Regions from separate parts of the Sus scrofa genome. Here all the other regions are linked to region 1. Evidence: chromatin contacts called from public HiChIP or PLAC-seq and promoter capture Hi-C data. All regions are on one chromosome and are shown on one strand. Each heading gives the region's core, a stretch centred on a gene start, on an enhancer-like site or on the middle of the called end of the contact. The rest is flanking DNA. Distances are from core to core; before and after follow the strand shown. Region 1 holds the start of CDC34 (ubiquitin-conjugating enzyme E2 R1). Region 2 holds the start of RNF126 (E3 ubiquitin-protein ligase RNF126). Region 3 holds the start of POLRMT (DNA-directed RNA polymerase, mitochondrial).

The links. Promoter capture Hi-C pulls out the DNA fragments that hold promoters and counts their contacts. HiChIP or PLAC-seq counts read pairs in DNA pulled down with a chosen protein or histone mark.
Region 2: a contact with region 1 is called in a promoter capture Hi-C map of liver, with 2.5 times the contacts expected there. The contact joins the promoter of RNF126 here to the promoter of CDC34 in region 1. A contact is called at or near these places in 2 of 5 promoter capture datasets (fetal liver and liver), 2 of 47 Hi-C or Micro-C datasets (embryonic fibroblasts and liver) and 2 of 2 datasets of contacts at active chromatin or transcription factors (alveolar macrophages and skeletal muscle).
Region 3: an H3K27ac HiChIP or PLAC-seq map of alveolar macrophages shows a contact between it and region 1. The contact joins the promoter of POLRMT here to the promoter of CDC34 in region 1. A contact is called at or near these places in 3 of 47 Hi-C or Micro-C datasets (embryonic fibroblasts, epiblast stem cells and skeletal muscle) and 1 of 2 datasets of contacts at active chromatin or transcription factors (alveolar macrophages).

The regions. Positions count from the first base shown.
Region 1 is chr2:77,765,750-77,770,661 of Sscrofa11.1, forward strand. CDC34 (ubiquitin-conjugating enzyme E2 R1) reads right to left here and starts at 2,583. Exons shown (of 5, transcript XM_021084306.1): 1 at 2,261-2,583. The coding sequence starts at 2,437.
Region 2 is chr2:77,671,272-77,676,183 of Sscrofa11.1, forward strand. RNF126 (E3 ubiquitin-protein ligase RNF126) reads left to right here and starts at 2,031. Exons shown (of 9, transcript XM_021084297.1): 1 at 2,031-2,211. The coding sequence starts at 2,137.
Region 3 is chr2:77,691,543-77,696,454 of Sscrofa11.1, forward strand. It overlaps POLRMT (DNA-directed RNA polymerase, mitochondrial), which reads left to right and starts at 2,729. Exons shown (of 21, transcript XM_021084303.1): 1 at 2,729-2,916; 2 at 3,741-3,839. The coding sequence starts at 2,829.

The sequences.
Region 1 (4,912 bases), core at 1,333-3,832:
TCGGTCCTGGCGGGGGGGTCAGGAAGGCGGACAGGAAGGTCACGGGGCAGATGGGGGAGGGCCCTATGGGTGAAAGCTGTGCCTTGGCTTCAGCCTATTTAAGCCCTAGTCCCAGGATCTGGTGGTGCTTCAGGCTCTCAGAGGCCAGGCAGCATACTAGGGGCCACACTGGATACACTGCTGTAGGTCCTTCAACCCATCTGTGGAGAACTGCTCTCCTATGCTGGAGACACAAGGGAAGTCCCTCTGCCAGCCTGGAACTCAAGCCTCAGACTCTGCCCTGGGGTCTCCGAAGCCCAGTGCTGGGTTTCTAAGTGACAGCCCAAGACCAACTGAAGCTTCCTTAGCAAGGCAGGGTGACAGGCCTCCCCTGACTAAGCACCTAGCACCCACCAAGTCCCAGGGTGCCTTTATTGCTGTGCAAACTGCAGCTCAGAAAAGGAGAGCACTTTGCCTGAGGGCACAGAACTCTGGAGGGGCTCCCAAACTTGGGTTTCCAGGGCATGCCTTCATCACCTGCTGCCCAGGACCCTCTGGCTCATATGGGGAAGTGGGTGAGGCCTGGAAAACTCAGAGGAGGAGGCTGGGAAGCGATGGTGGACCCCCTGGCACTTCCAGCCCCTGCTATTTCTGCATCTTTTGGGACACGAGGATCAGAGACCACCGTGGGTCCCAAGCTGGCCTGAGGACAGATGCTATAGCAGGCAGATGAGAAATGTGCAGCACCCTGAACCCAGTCCTTCCTTCTTCAGAAAAACAGGATTATTCCCCCCAAAGCCAGCCTAGAAGGCCCTACCCACAATCCCCTGTAAACAGAGAGTAATAGCCAGAACCACCCCCCTATTCCCCCCTCCCCATCCTTTCCTTTCCTTCCAGAGTCCTGGCCTGGCTGAAGAGTAGGACTCTGCTCTCCCAGCTCTGAGCACCGGCCCTTATCCTCACAGCCAGTTGTACCCAGAAGCACACAAAAGAGACCAGGGAGGGAGGCTGGTTAGATCACTTAGTGAGCAACCCTAAATCCGTGCCCTGCATGGGGAAGATGGATTCCAACCATAGAACTCAGCCCAGAGCTGTCCACACTCATCCCCCCATCCCACCTCAGCAATGCCAGTAGCTCAGGCTGTTCTGTTGAGGTTGCTGAACTAGCCAAAAGTGCAAACACAGAATCTGTCCAGGCGGCATCAGCCTCCCCACCCCCCAACCCAGGCCTCCCAGCCAGGCCTGCAGGGCTCTTGGCAGGGTGTGTGTGTGTGTGTTCGTTCCCAGCTGATGGTTCAGGCCCCATCTCTCACCCAAGGAGACCCCCTGCCTTGTCCCTCTGGCTCAAGGAGCAAAGTCCTTTTGATCTGGGAGGGGTCCCTCAAGACCACGGCTAGACTCAGATCCTCCCCAGGTTTTGGCTGGAGTCCATGACACACAAGTCCCCAGGAAAACACTTGCCTCCCAGCTCTGACAACAAGAGAGAACTGCTTGGATTTAAGCCACCACCGAGGGCCCAGAAACCACGAGAGCTTGAGATTCGGGCCACCACCGAGGGCCCAGAAACCACGAGAGCTTGAGATTCGGGCCCAAGAAGCCAACGACTCATTGGAACCTGAAAAAGGCCAGGACCCCAACCTTCTGAGGTGGAACCTGGGGTGGGTTCTGCTCCGTGGTTTCCAGGGACAGGGAGGAGGGTGGGAGTGACCGTCAGAGAGAGCAGGTTACATAAAGCTCAGGATGAAGTCAAGAGGGCCTGGCCGGCTGCTATCGGCAAGGGTGGACGCTTTCCAAGCAGGTCCCTGCTGCCAAGGCCCCATCCTGGCCTCTGTTGGAACCCGAGCAGGAGGCCGAGCCAGTCCCCAGGCCAGCGGGCCTCCCTCCCCCACTCCCTCCCTTCCTAAGCCGGCGCTCCCCGCAACAGTATTGGCTGGTTGTGGGGAGGCTTTTTTGTCTCCTCTGAGCAGCGAGCAGGGCCGGGAGGCGGGGAACACTAAGGGCTGGGGGAAGCAAGAACCCTGCACCCAGAGAAACACGGAGGGTCCTAGGTTTCCTCTCGGGGGCCTGAAGCGGGCTTAGAGGGGATGGGCGCTTCTCGGGGACTCCTGAGGCCAGACGGGGAAGAAGGGGTGACTGAGAGCCCCGAACTCTCCGGAGGCGGCCAGGCAGTGGAGCAGAGGGAGGGGGCCCCGCGAGGGGAGCGGGCAGGGAGCAGAGGTGGAGGAGGGGCCCCGAGGACCCGGAGCAGGGTCGCTCGCCCGCCCCCCTCTTCGCTGCTCACCTTGAAGTAGCCGCCCTCGTAGTAGGTGTTGGGGGGCCCGAAGATGGCCACCTCCCAGTTGTACAGATCGCCCTCGTCCACCAGGGTCACCCGGAAGCCCTCCACCGGCTCCTCCTGCAGCCCCTTGAGCTCCAGCAGCAGCGCCTTCTGCGAGCTGGGCACCAGCGGCCGGGCCATGGCGGCGGCGGACGGGCCCGGGTCCGGGGCCGGGGCAGGGGGCGCGCGGGGCCGCGGGGCCGCGGGACCGCGGGACGGGCCGGGGCCGGGGCCGCCTTCCTCCTCTGCGCCGCCGCCGCCGCCGCCGCCGCCGCCGCCCGGGGCACCCGGGGGCTCCACTCGCTCTGCGCCGCCGCCCGGCCCTCGCCTCGGCCGCCGCGCCCCGCCCCCGCCGCCGCCCGCGCCTGCGCGCAGCCTGCCCCGACCGCGCCTGCGCGCCCGCCCGCGGGGCACGATGGGAAGCGATCCCTCCCCCGGCCGCCGAGCGCGCCGCCGGGAGCCGGGGGCCGCGCGCGCAGGCGCCTTGGCGCTTCCGAGGCCCTGGGAGGCCTCCGCCGCCCCGGCTCTACGAGCTCCCCTGATGCCTGTGCGCGGGGCCGCGGGCAGGGCTGCGCTGCGCTGCCCCGCCCGGCTCGCGGCCCTTTTGGGCCTTTTTGTGACGTCCCGGCGCGGGGCGGGGCCGGGGCGGGGCCGGCTCGAGCCTCAGTTTCCATACTCATGACCCGGGCCCAGGCTGCCTCGGGCCAGCCAAGAGGGTCCCTCCACTTCCGGCCGTCTTCCCACTTAGGGTGTGCTCTGCCCCACAGTCTCGGGACCTGTTCTGGCCAAACCCCAGATAAAAACTTGACCCCAGCTGTGTCCATATCAGGCTGACCTTTGACTCCAGCTAGCCGGGGGGTGGGGGGGTCTGGGCTTCCCTCCACCTTCCGACCCCGCCTGGCTGACCTGACAGCACTCTGGCCCAGACACCCACACAGCTCTGGGTCGGAGAGGTGTGTATGTGCGCGCGCTCGGACCTGGTCTTTAGCCTTGCAGGTCCGCAGGTGACAGCTCCCCACGAGGGTGGGCATGGCCCCCGTGGCCTGTGATGGCCTTGCTGGCAGGTGACCCGGGCAGCCAGCAGCTGCACCAACACTTGAGGCTGGGCAGAGCTGATTCCCTCCCCCGCCTGCCTGTCACCTGGCCCTGGGCTGGCCCCAGCTGAGGACAGGCAGGTAAATCTGGAGAAAAAAAAAATGTCATCTCTGGGAATGAGCAAAGGAGCCTGAGGAAGAGCCATGGGCAGAGCAGTAGCTTCAGTGGCTCTCATCAATACAGGGGCTTGCCCTGCACACCAGGGGACCTGGAGGGGCCTCCCCTATAGGATGGGCCACACACACTTTGTCCAGAGTTCCAAGTATTCTCTGTCCCTTGTTCTCTGCCAGTGACACCAATGTCATAGTGTTGGTCAGTGGCAGCTTGCTGATAAATAGTAATTAGAATTAATTATGATTCTTCCAGAGAAGTTTCCCAAGATGTATCCCCATGTATATGGCAGGAATTATTGGGTGGGTGGGGAATAGGTAAAGGGAGGTACCAGGTTTACATACTCTGCATTCGGTCCCACTGAGGCTTTGTCTCCCAAGACAGCCTGCATCTCAGGCTCTGCAACGTCCTGAGGTTGTGGACATCCCAGGTTTCTGCCTGCCCATTTTCTGGCCATGGCACCTCCATTTCCTGAGGGGGCCCCCACTCTTACTCTGCAAGGTTCGAATTGGACTGATCCCTAAGCCCTGGCTGAAGTGGTTAGTTCAGCATGTGACTTGACTGTCTAAGGAGATGCAGCCTGGGATATTTTCTGGGACACAACGCTGAGATGGCTGAGCTGGGAGCCCTGGGCCTTGTGCATAGGACCATCTCATCAACATGAAATCTTTGAACAAAGCTGGCACTCAGGAAAGCTAAGCCAACTGATGAGAAAGTGCCAGTGACTGTGCTCCTGGATCCAGCCATGCCTGACCTCCCCTTGCAATGGTGCAAGTCAATAAATTTCTTTTTTTTTCCTTCCGCTTCTTACTAAGCCAGCAACGTGGGATCTGAGTCAAGTCTGCAACCTGCATCACAGCTCATAGCAATGCCAGATCCTTAACCCATTGAGCGAGGCCAGGAATTGAACCTGTGTCCTCGTGGATGCTAGTCAGATTTGTTTCCGCTGAGCCACGATGGGAACTCTTTTATTAAGCCAATTTGAGTTGAGCGTTCCATCCACGGGCTATAGAAGAGCCCTGGGAGTTCCCTGCTGGCTCAGTGGGTTAAGGTTCCAGCATGACTCTCGTTACTTTGTGGTGTGGTTTCCATCCCTGACCCAGGAACTTCCACGTGCTGCAGGTGCAGCCAAAACAAAGAAACAAAAACAAAAAACAGAGCCCTTGGAGTTCCCGTCATGGCACAGTGGTTAACGAATCCAACTAGGAACCATGAGGTTGCGGGTTCGATCCCTGCCCTTGCTCAGTGGGTGAAGGATCTGGCGTTGCTGTGAGCTGCGGTGTAGGTTGCAGACACGGCTCGGATCCTGCGTTGCTGTGGCTCTGGCGTAGGCCGGTGGCTACAGCTCCGATTCGACCCCTAGCCTGGGAACCTCCATATGCCTCGGGAGCAGCCCAAAGAAATAGCAAA
Region 2 (4,912 bases), core at 781-3,280, 95 kb before region 1:
CTGCCCAGAGAGGTTAAGTGAATTACCCAGAGCCACACAGCCAGTGTGACTTGGTGGGATTTGAATGCATGCTTGCTGACTCCAAGGTCTCTTGGGCAGTACCTCATAAACTTATTCACAATAAATGTCTCTGTTGTGAGACAAGCCAGGGGTTAGGCATTAGAGGCCTGAAGCAAACAGCTCCTCCTGGGATCTGGGATGGGGGTGTGGTGTGCCTGGATTCCCAGCAATGGGGTGGGGGGCGCTCTCTGGTGGTCAGAGCAGGAATGGCTTGGAATCACACCCCAGCCTTGAAGGATACAAGATGGTGGCTGGCATTCAAGTCCTTGTTCCTAGCTTCTTGATATTCAAGATATTTTATGCACGGGCTCCAATTTTTAATTTCTTGACACTCTGGCTCCAGTGCTCCCTTCAGCAAGAAGCCCAATTCCAACGAACTCCTATTCATTCCCCAAAGCTCTGGCTCCAGTGTCCCTTCTCTTAGGAAGTCCTGTCTGTCTCCGGAGGCAGAACCAAAACCACCTTAGGGACTCATCCTCTGGCTCAACTTCATAGAGCTGGGGTGTCTGTAACCAGTTCTGTCTCCTCCAGCCATAGAGTATTTCAGAAAACCATTTTCATTGCCTGTTGAGCCTGTCATTTCCCCTGATGTGTCACCTAGCAAAGGGTCTGGCATACAACAGGAGCTCAATGAATATTTGTTGAGTGGATAAAGAAATAAATGTAAGGGCGTTCCCGTTGTGGCCAAGCAGTAACAAACCCAACTAGGATCCATGAAGACACAGGTGCTATCCCTGGCCTCACCCAGTGGGTTAAGGATCCATTGTTGCCATGAGGCTGGCAGCTACAGCTCTGATTTGATCCCTGGCCTGGGATCTTCCGTATGTCACAGGTGCTGTCCTAAAATGACAAAAATAAAATAAAGTAAAATAAATGATTGGTCTGGAACTAACCTCAGCAATGATCTTGGCCTGCTGATTAATTTGGGGGTTGGGGTTAGGTTTTCTGTCCTCTGCTCACCCCAAGGTGCATCATGGGAACAAGGCCACACCTGGAAGGCCTCAAATTTTCTTTCTTTCTTTTTTTTTTTTTGTCTTTTTTGTTGTTGTTGCTATTTCTTGGGCCGCTCCCGCGGCATATGGAGGTTCCCAGGCTAGGGGTTTTATCGGAGCTGTAGCCGCCGGCCTATGCCAGAGCCACAGCAACGCAGGATCCGAGCCGCGTCTGCAACCTACACCACAGCTCACGGCAACGCCGGATCGTTAACCCACTGAGCAAGGGCAGGGACCGAACCCGCAACCTCATGGTTCCTAGTCGGATTCGTTAACCACTGCGCCACAACGGGAACTCCACCTCAAATTTTCTTATCCCAGGCATCACCCTGAGGCACGGGAGGCCAGGCCTCCTTGATCCAGGATTGGGCCTCCTGTCTCCATTCATTCAACAAGTGTTCATGGAATGCATGTGTGCATGAGTTTAGCTCGGAAGAAGATACAAAATCGCTTCTGTTGTGGACATGTCCCTACAGTTTATCAGGTGGAAACAAGTGCCATTGCAGAGGGCGCCTCAACAGGTGAGACATATAAGCAAAGACTTGAAATGTCTGGGGAACGGTGCACCAAGCATGGGCACAGCCAGTGCACAGGCCTGGAGGTAAGAACGCGCTGGAGCGTCCCAGGAGCAGTGAGGACAGAGAGGTGAGAGAATGGTGAAGCAAGTAATAAAGGAAGTTGGGGCTTTGCAGGTTTGTAGATGAGTTGCTCAGGCCTGCCCAGCTCAGGCCCCGCCCCCGCACTCCCTGTAGCCCCGCCCCCCGGACCCGACCCGCCCCCAGCACCCCGTTCCAGGTTGCCTAGGCGACTCGGCTCTTCCCCATGCAGACTCCACCCCTCGGCCTCCTCCCGCAGCCTGGCCCCACCCTGGCCTGGAGCCCGCTCCTAGTTTGCCCCTCGGCGGCCACCGTCGCGCAGGCAGCTGCCTGCACCTCTTCTGCCACCCCCTCCTAGCCTCACGCCGTGCGTGCCGTGCGTGCCATGCGTGAGCGTGCGCGGGCGCGTCGGCCGGCGAGGGAGCAGCAAACGGCCGGCGGCGGGCGCCGCGCGGGGGGCGGGCGGCGCGGAGGAGGCGGAGGTGGCCATGGCCGAGGCGTCGCCGCAACCCGGACGGTACTTCTGCCACTGCTGCTCGGTCGAGATCGTGCCGCGCTTGCCGGTGAGGCCCAGGCCTTGCGGGTGGGGGCCTCTGCCTCGGACTGAGGCGAGCTGGCCGGGACGGGGAAACTGAGGGCCCGGAAGCGGCCTGCCCTGGTGGCGCAGCGGGGTCGGCGGCCAAGGGAGCGGGAGCCCATCCCGAGTGGGGTCGGCGCCGCGGGCGCCTCGTGGGAGGGAGTCAGCGCTCTCCGGGGCCTGACGGCGGCCGGAGCCTGTGTTCTTACGTTTCCCGGGGGCTGGGAGTCTCGTCCGATGGGTCTTCCGCCCTCGTCCAGGTGGAGGCCGCTGGAGGGCTGCTTGTGAAAGGCTCCGTTTCCGGGCCCCTCAGCCCGGAAGTTCCGGGATGGGAGCAGTGTTCCCTCCCGGCCGACCCTCCCTCACTTTCACGACTAGAAAACCGAAGGTACCGCGCTTCATGCCGGCTCTGTTCCTGACATTTGCTACTGGGCCAGCTCCCAGGGAGCAGGGAGAGGGAGGTGTGGGTGACCGAGAGGAGGAACTGCAGGTGGCGAGGCCCTATTGAGCACCTACTCTCCGTGGTCACCTGGCTAATTCCAGGGCCAGACTTATACCTGCCTTCCCAGCGGTGGAGTCGCCGGGGGAAGCCGGGAGGAGTCGGTGGGCAGTATCCCAAACACAGAGAAGGAAAGTGAGCTGGAGTCAGGGTTTGGAGTGGAGAGGGGTGCCTAGGCCCAGGCGGAGAGAAAGGGTAGGGATGGTTTGGCTTCCAGAGGCAAGGGGTTTGGGCGGGGGAAAATAAATTGAAATCCCGGGTGCGTGAGCGACTTGGGGAGCTGGGGGACTTGCCCTCTTCCCTGACTCCAGCCTCCCGGAAGTCCTGCTTCTGCCTCTTCCGGCTTCCTGTGCACCCCAGCTCTGGGACTGGTCTTGCTCAACTGCAGTAGGAAGGGGCAGGTCCTGGTACAGCCCACTAGCCTGGATTAGTTGCATGCAGCTCCTTGCAGCTGGTGTGAGCCCCAGGACAAGCCCTGGGTCTCAGGATCACTCCAGAGCATTAGGAAACTGGGGCTGAGCAGTCTAAGTGGCTAGTTGTTCTGGCCTCCCTTCTCAGGGCCAGCACAGGGCTTGGGTCTTGCACTGGAATGGCCACTTGGTGGACCTGAAGGACCCTGACCTTTTGGCTGTCGCTGGGTTGGTTCAGATCTTCCTGGCCACAGGATCTAGTGGTGACAAGCTAGCTTTGGCCTTTGCTCTCAGAGTTTATAGGAAGTCAGTATTAAAGAGTGACTGGCAAATATTTAGTCTGGAATGTTGGTAAATTCTGGAAGAGCACATAATGGCGGGGAGGAGACCTGCTTGTGTGTTTGGGGTGGGACTTGACAAGGCCTGGTAGGCAGGTGACTTCAGTAAGGGGCACACCTGGTGTTTTCGGGGATGGAAAGGTTGGCTCTTCACCTGGAGACAGTGGAAGGTCCCAGCCAGCACTGGCACCCCTGCACGGGGACCTCTTTTCTTGGGAAGCTAGCCCCAAGGCTGGCTCAATATCTGCTGTCTGGGCTGATTTCCTACTTGTGACTGAAAGGAAGGGGTAGTTGCTGTCGCAGCACACCCATCAGGCACCCTGGCTGCGTATGGGTCCTTTTCCCAGCAACTCACGACCCTGAGCCTCAGTCTCCTTGCCTATTAGATGGGTAGATGAGGCAATCCCTGTGCTCCATGGGAGTGTGTGTGTGCTGAGGAGCCTGGGATGCCGGCCTGGAGCGGGCATGTGGGGGCAGGAACCAGACGGGCCAGCTGAGTGGATACCTCTGCAGTGGGGGCACAGGCCCAGACTAGATCTCTCCCAGGAAATGAGGGTGCTGTGCACATGGTAGATATGGAGTGTCCGCAGGCAGGGCATGTTGGCAGGCCCAGGGCTTTCTCAGAGGCCAGGCCCCAGTAAGCACAGGTTCCGTCAGGTGGGCTGACCAGGTGGCAGTCATGGGTCTGCCCACCGCCTTGGGTGGCCTTGTTTAGACCTGTTGTTCCTGTTGATGGTACCTGCCTCTCTTTCCTGGGTGTGGTTGAATGGGGATGGGGACGGGACCTAGCAGCTGCCTCAGAGGGCTGTTGGAGTGAAGAGAGAAGGCCTGAGTGTGCTTCCAGCCTTGCCCTGCCCACACCTCATCCTCCCCGCTGAGAGTACCCAGGCCCAGCTGGGCCACCTGATCTCCCTGCAAGTGAAGCCCTGTCCCTTCTTAGGATGTCTATTCCCCAGTTGTCACTACTGGGGGCCAAGGAGACTCAGTGTGGCATTGGCTCAGGCAGCTTTCTGGGAGCCCAGAGCCTGAAGTTGAGAGCCGGCGCAAGGGACACCGAGGGCCGTTGCACTGCTTGCTCTGCAGCTCTGCACTTGGTGGCTGCTCCAAAGATGGCTGGGGCAGCCGGGGGTGGAAGTGGGACAACCCTAGAGAGGTGTTTGGATGAGGGGTGCTGGGGAGCCCACAGCCTGGGCTCCCAGTGGCTGTGCCCCTGAGCCTCATGGTGCTTTTGCAGTCTGAGGTGAGGTGTAGCCCTGGCATGGCGGGCACACATGTTGTGTTGATGGGAGACAGGGTCCCAGGGATGGACACTTTGCTGGCGCACAGCAGGCCCCAAGTGCCACAGGGTCCCCAGCTCTGTACCCTGGCACTCAGTAGTGTGCCTAGGGGTTTTTGACACTTGGGGAACAGAAGGGAAATGACTGTGGGGTGTGGGGAAGC
Region 3 (4,912 bases), core at 1,479-3,978, 74 kb before region 1:
CCTGGGCCAGGGATCCAATCTGAGCCACAGCTGTGACCTATGCCGCAGCTGTGGCAATGCCAGATCCTTAACCCGCTACATTGGGGCTGGGGATCAAACCTGCACCACTGCAGAGATAAGGCTGGATTCTTAACCTGCTGAGCCACGGTAGAAACTCCCTGTGTCCCACTCTTAATGAAATCTCTTTTCATATATCTTGGGTATTATTCCTATTTTCTTGCTTCAGATTTACAATAAAACTTGTCATCACCGTCAGGAGTGGAAAACCAGTACCATACATGACACAGTGAAAGTAAGCTGTGGGAAGAAACACAAAGAGTCCATGTGACAAAGTCTCAGATCAGTAGGACCACAGCTTAGGAGCTGAGACAGGGGTTACACACAGGTGGCCCCAAGCCAGACCTCCCATGTTTGATCAGGAACTGAGAGAATAGCCTCTTCAGGAGTTTCCCTTGTGGCTCAGCAGAAAGGAACCTGACTAGTATCCATGAGGATGCAGGTTCTATTGCTGGCCTCACTCAGTGAGTTAAGGATCCGGTGTTGCTGTGAAGTTGTGTGTAGGTCGAAGATGAAGATCTAGAGTTGCTGTGACTGTGGTGTGGGCCAGCAGCTGCAGCTCTCTGATTTGACCCCTAGCCTGGGAACTTCCATATGCCAAAAAAAAAAACAAAAGCAAAAAAAAACCCCAAACGAATAAATAGCCTCTTCACCACTAAGATCCAGGCTCTGACTCTTTGGGAAATATGGGATAGGGCAACTGACATTCCAGAAGATAGTAAAGGGAATGGAGGCAAAGGAGTCAGAAGTCTTGGCCTCCAGGATTCCCCCTCGTGGTGCAGCGGAAACGAATCTGACTAGGAACCATGAGGTTGCAGGTTCAATCCCTGGCCTTGCTCAGTGGCTTAAGGATCCAGTGTTGCCCTGAGCTGTGGTGTAGGTCACAGATGCGGCTCAGATCTGGCGTTGCTGTGGCTCTGGTGTAGGCTGGCAGCTACAGCTCCAATTGGACCCCTAGCCTGGGAACCTCCATATGCCGTGGGTGCGGCCCTAAAAAGACAAAAAAAAAAAAAAAAAAAAAAAAAGAGAGAGAGAAGTCTTGGTTTCCAGCCCATGCTCCTGGCTCTGCCAGGCTTCAGGGGTGCAAGGGGCTGTCTCTAGGACTTGGGGGGCCGGGCCCAGCTGATTCAGTCCCCCCACCCTTGGGCCAGGAAGGCAACCCTAGGTGTGAGCAAGGGCTGAGGTCACTGCCCCCCAGGGCATCTTGGGGTGGGTTGGGGCAGGTTGGGGAGGACGCTGCGTCTGCTAAAAACATTCCCAGCCGATGGCATCACAGTGCACAGACTCGCGTGGGCAGCTGCATCTTGAATGTGCTGTCAAGAGGCTTCCAGATCTGGGAGTCTGGCACTTCTAGAGCACAGGTCCAGTCTCTAGTCTGGGTAGTGGGGAGACTGAAGTCCAAGTGTCTGAGGACATGCGTGAACCTGAGCCGAGGTTCCTGAGGCTCACTGTAGTCTGGGCCCTGAGCATACCCCCAGGTTTGTCATTGCTTCCTCACCCTAAAATGCTGCTCAAATTCTAGCTATCCACATGTGTTCCTGCCTCAGGGCCTTTGCACTTGCCATGACTGCTTCCTGGAACACAGTTATACTGCATATTGTCATCCTCCACGTGCCAACTGATCCCAGTTCACATGCTTCCCTCCCCTGATCTCAGTTTCCTGAACTCAGCGGTGAGATGGGCATGCCTTCCAGGACTGATTCTTTTTTTTTTTTTTTTTTTTTTGTTGCTATTTCTTGGGCCGCTCCCGCGGCATATGGAGGTTCTCAGGCTAGGGGTCCAATCAGAGCTGTAGCCACCAGCCTACGCCAGAGCCACAGCAACGCGGGATCCGAGCCGCGTCTGCAACCTACACCACAGCTCACAGCAACGCCGGATCGTTAACCCACTGAGCAAGGGCAGGGACCGAACCCGCAACCTCATGGTTCCTAGTCGGATTCGTTAACCACTGCGCCACGACGGGAACTCCCCAGGACTGATTCTAAAGCTCTGGCCCTCCTTACTCCTGAGTGAGATCTCCATGGAGACCAGGGTTGGGAAGGTACAGGATCCAGGGATTATTTCATTCCACTTGTCATCAAATCAACTAAGTTGGAGGTTAGTGCGCTCCTCCCGTCCACTTTGCCCCTGGCCTCAGGAACTTGGGAACTAGTAGTGGGTAAACTGAGACCAGAAAGAGTGGATGACAGAAATGTCCAGGGAACAACATGACCCGGCTGACCCTTGGCTTTAGGGCTTGGACTCAAACAGATCTGGGCCTTCATTCTAGTGCCTCTAATATTGTGCTGTGTGACTTTGGGCATTTTGATTGACCTCTCTAAACCTCAGCTTCCTCTTCAGTAAACTGTAGACGGTAATAGTTCCCTCCCCAAAGCTATCGTTGGACCAATTAAGATCGTTGACAGGAATCTCTAAATTGCAGAACGCAGTCATAATTACCCGGCGACTATTTCTTAAACAACAAAACCCACGTTCCGGGTCCTCCCAAACATGGCTTGTATTCATCCCGTGCTGCTCAAACAACAACTCTCTCCTGCCCCGCCTCGCCAGCGAATAGCCAATCAGAGGGCTCCATCGGCGCGCATGCCCCTGTGCCTCGGGGTGGGGTTGTGGGGCCTTGCCCCGCTGCCCCCTGGGAGTTGTGGTTCGGGAGGCCCTTTCTGGGCACACGGTTCCTTCGCGGCCGCCGTAGGCCGTGCAACTATAACTCCCGGCAGGCGCGGAAGGTGCAGGCGCAGTGCGGTGGGGCGGCAGTGCCGCGTGCGGGTGGCATGTCTGCCCTCCGCTGGGGCCGCGGCGTGGCGGGGCTCCGGAGGGCCCTGTGGCCCGCGGGCCGCCATGGCCTCCTGACGGAGGAAGGTAATGCGGCGGAGACCTGGGGGCCACACCGCGACCCTGCCCCGCCTCCTCACCCGCGGCCGAGACCTCAGGCTTTTCGGCCCGGGAGTCCAGCTACTTCCCGACTTTTGCCTTTTGCCCTTGGGGGGTTTCCGGGAACCCAGTGACTCGACCCCACTTTCACTCGTCCTCGGCCCAGTCTCCGAACCGTCTGCGGACGGGGGTCGGCAGGGTACTTTGACCTCTGACACTTGATTTCTTTTGGAGCCCTCAGTCCACTCTTTACGGTTTAGGGATTTTGATCTTTGAACTCTTTACTTTCAGTTGGAGGAAACCTTCGTCCTCGATCCCACGCCCCAGTTTCCTTTTTTTTCTTAGCTGTGATGCCCCCTTCACCTTTGGCTTGTGGGTTTCTTTCATTTTATTTTTTGGCTTTTTAGGGCCTCAGATACGGCATACGGAAACTTCCAAGCTAGGGGTCAAGTCGGAACTACAGCTGCCGGCCTACACTGCGGCTCACGGCAACGCTGGATCATTAACCCGCTGAGTGAGGCCGGGGATGGAACCTGCGTCTTTTTGGATACTAGTCGTGTTCATTTTCACTGAGCCACAAGGGGAACTCCCTGGCCTGTGGGTTTCTTTCCAATGTGAGACCGGTAGCCACTGACTTTAGGGTTCCTTTGCCCCCAGATCCTGACATTTCTGTCCCTTCAAGGGCCCTCCTTCCCTTACCGACTGGGCGCCTGCCACTTTAGGGTTCCTTTGCCCCCGGATCCTGACATTTCTGTCCCTTCAAGGGCCCTCCTTCCCTCACCGACTGGGCGCCTCCCTGGTCTCTCCTGCAGGAACCCTTGGTGTCATTGGGGGCCGGAGAAGAAGTTTGTCTGCCAGCCCTTGTGAGCAGGACCGCAGGAAGGACTGGGGCCATGTTGAGCTGCTGGAAGGTGAGCCTGGTCCCTGAGGTCACTGTTCCCACCCCCCCGCCCCCTGCCTGCTGGCCACTCTGCCCGGAGCCACCTCCCTGGTTCTTCACGATGAGCCCAAGGAGAAGGCATGTAAGTCTGTAAGGTGGAGGGAGTCGTACTGTCCCACTCTGGTGGTCCAATTGCCCACTGCAGTGATGATGTGAAACAAGAACTGTGCGCATTGAGTTCTTGTAGTGCCCTTGTCCCCAGACCCACCAGGGACTCCCATTTTCCGAATGAGACAGTGGAGGCCCCAAATTGTGGCTGAAGAGACTGGCCTAAGGCCACACAGAGGTACATGGGCTTGGGTCGCTGTCTTTGTAATCCTGGATGGACAGCCTAGTTCTGGCGGCCTCCCAAGCAAGCAGGGAGCATCTGTCCTTTCTCACCATCTGTTATCTCCCTCCCAGTTGGCCAGTGCCTCCTGCTTCCCCTCCTGCCCCACGTTCAGTGTGTGTTCAGCAGCCAGGAGGGGGTTGGGGAGCCTTGGAAAAGAAAAACCTAATAGAAAATCCCAGGTGTGCAGAGGTAGAGACAGGAAACTTCTTTTGATTTCTCATCCATCTCTTTTTTTTTTTTTTTTTTTTTTTTTAATGGCTACATCTGTTGCATGTGGAAGTTCCTGGGCTAGTAGTTGATTCTGAGCCACAGCTGTGACCTATGCTGTAGCTGTGGCAGTTCTGGATCCTTTGACTCCCAGCCCCTGCATTCAGATTCCTAACCCACTGCTCCACAGCAGGAAATCCACCCATCTCATTTTATTTTTTAATTATTATTATTTTTTTTTGGTCTTTTTGCCTTTTCTAGGGCCGCACCCATGGCATATGGAGGTTCCCAGGCTAGGGGTCTAATTGGAGCTGTGGCCACTGGGGTTAGGGTTAGGGCCACATCAATGCAGCAACACAGGATCCGAGTGGCATCTGCAACCTACACCACAGCTCACGGCAACGCCGGATCCTTAACCCACTGAGCAAGGCCAGGGATCGAACCCGCAACCTCATGGTTCCTCGTCAGATTCATTAACCACTGAGCCATGACGGGAACTCCAACCC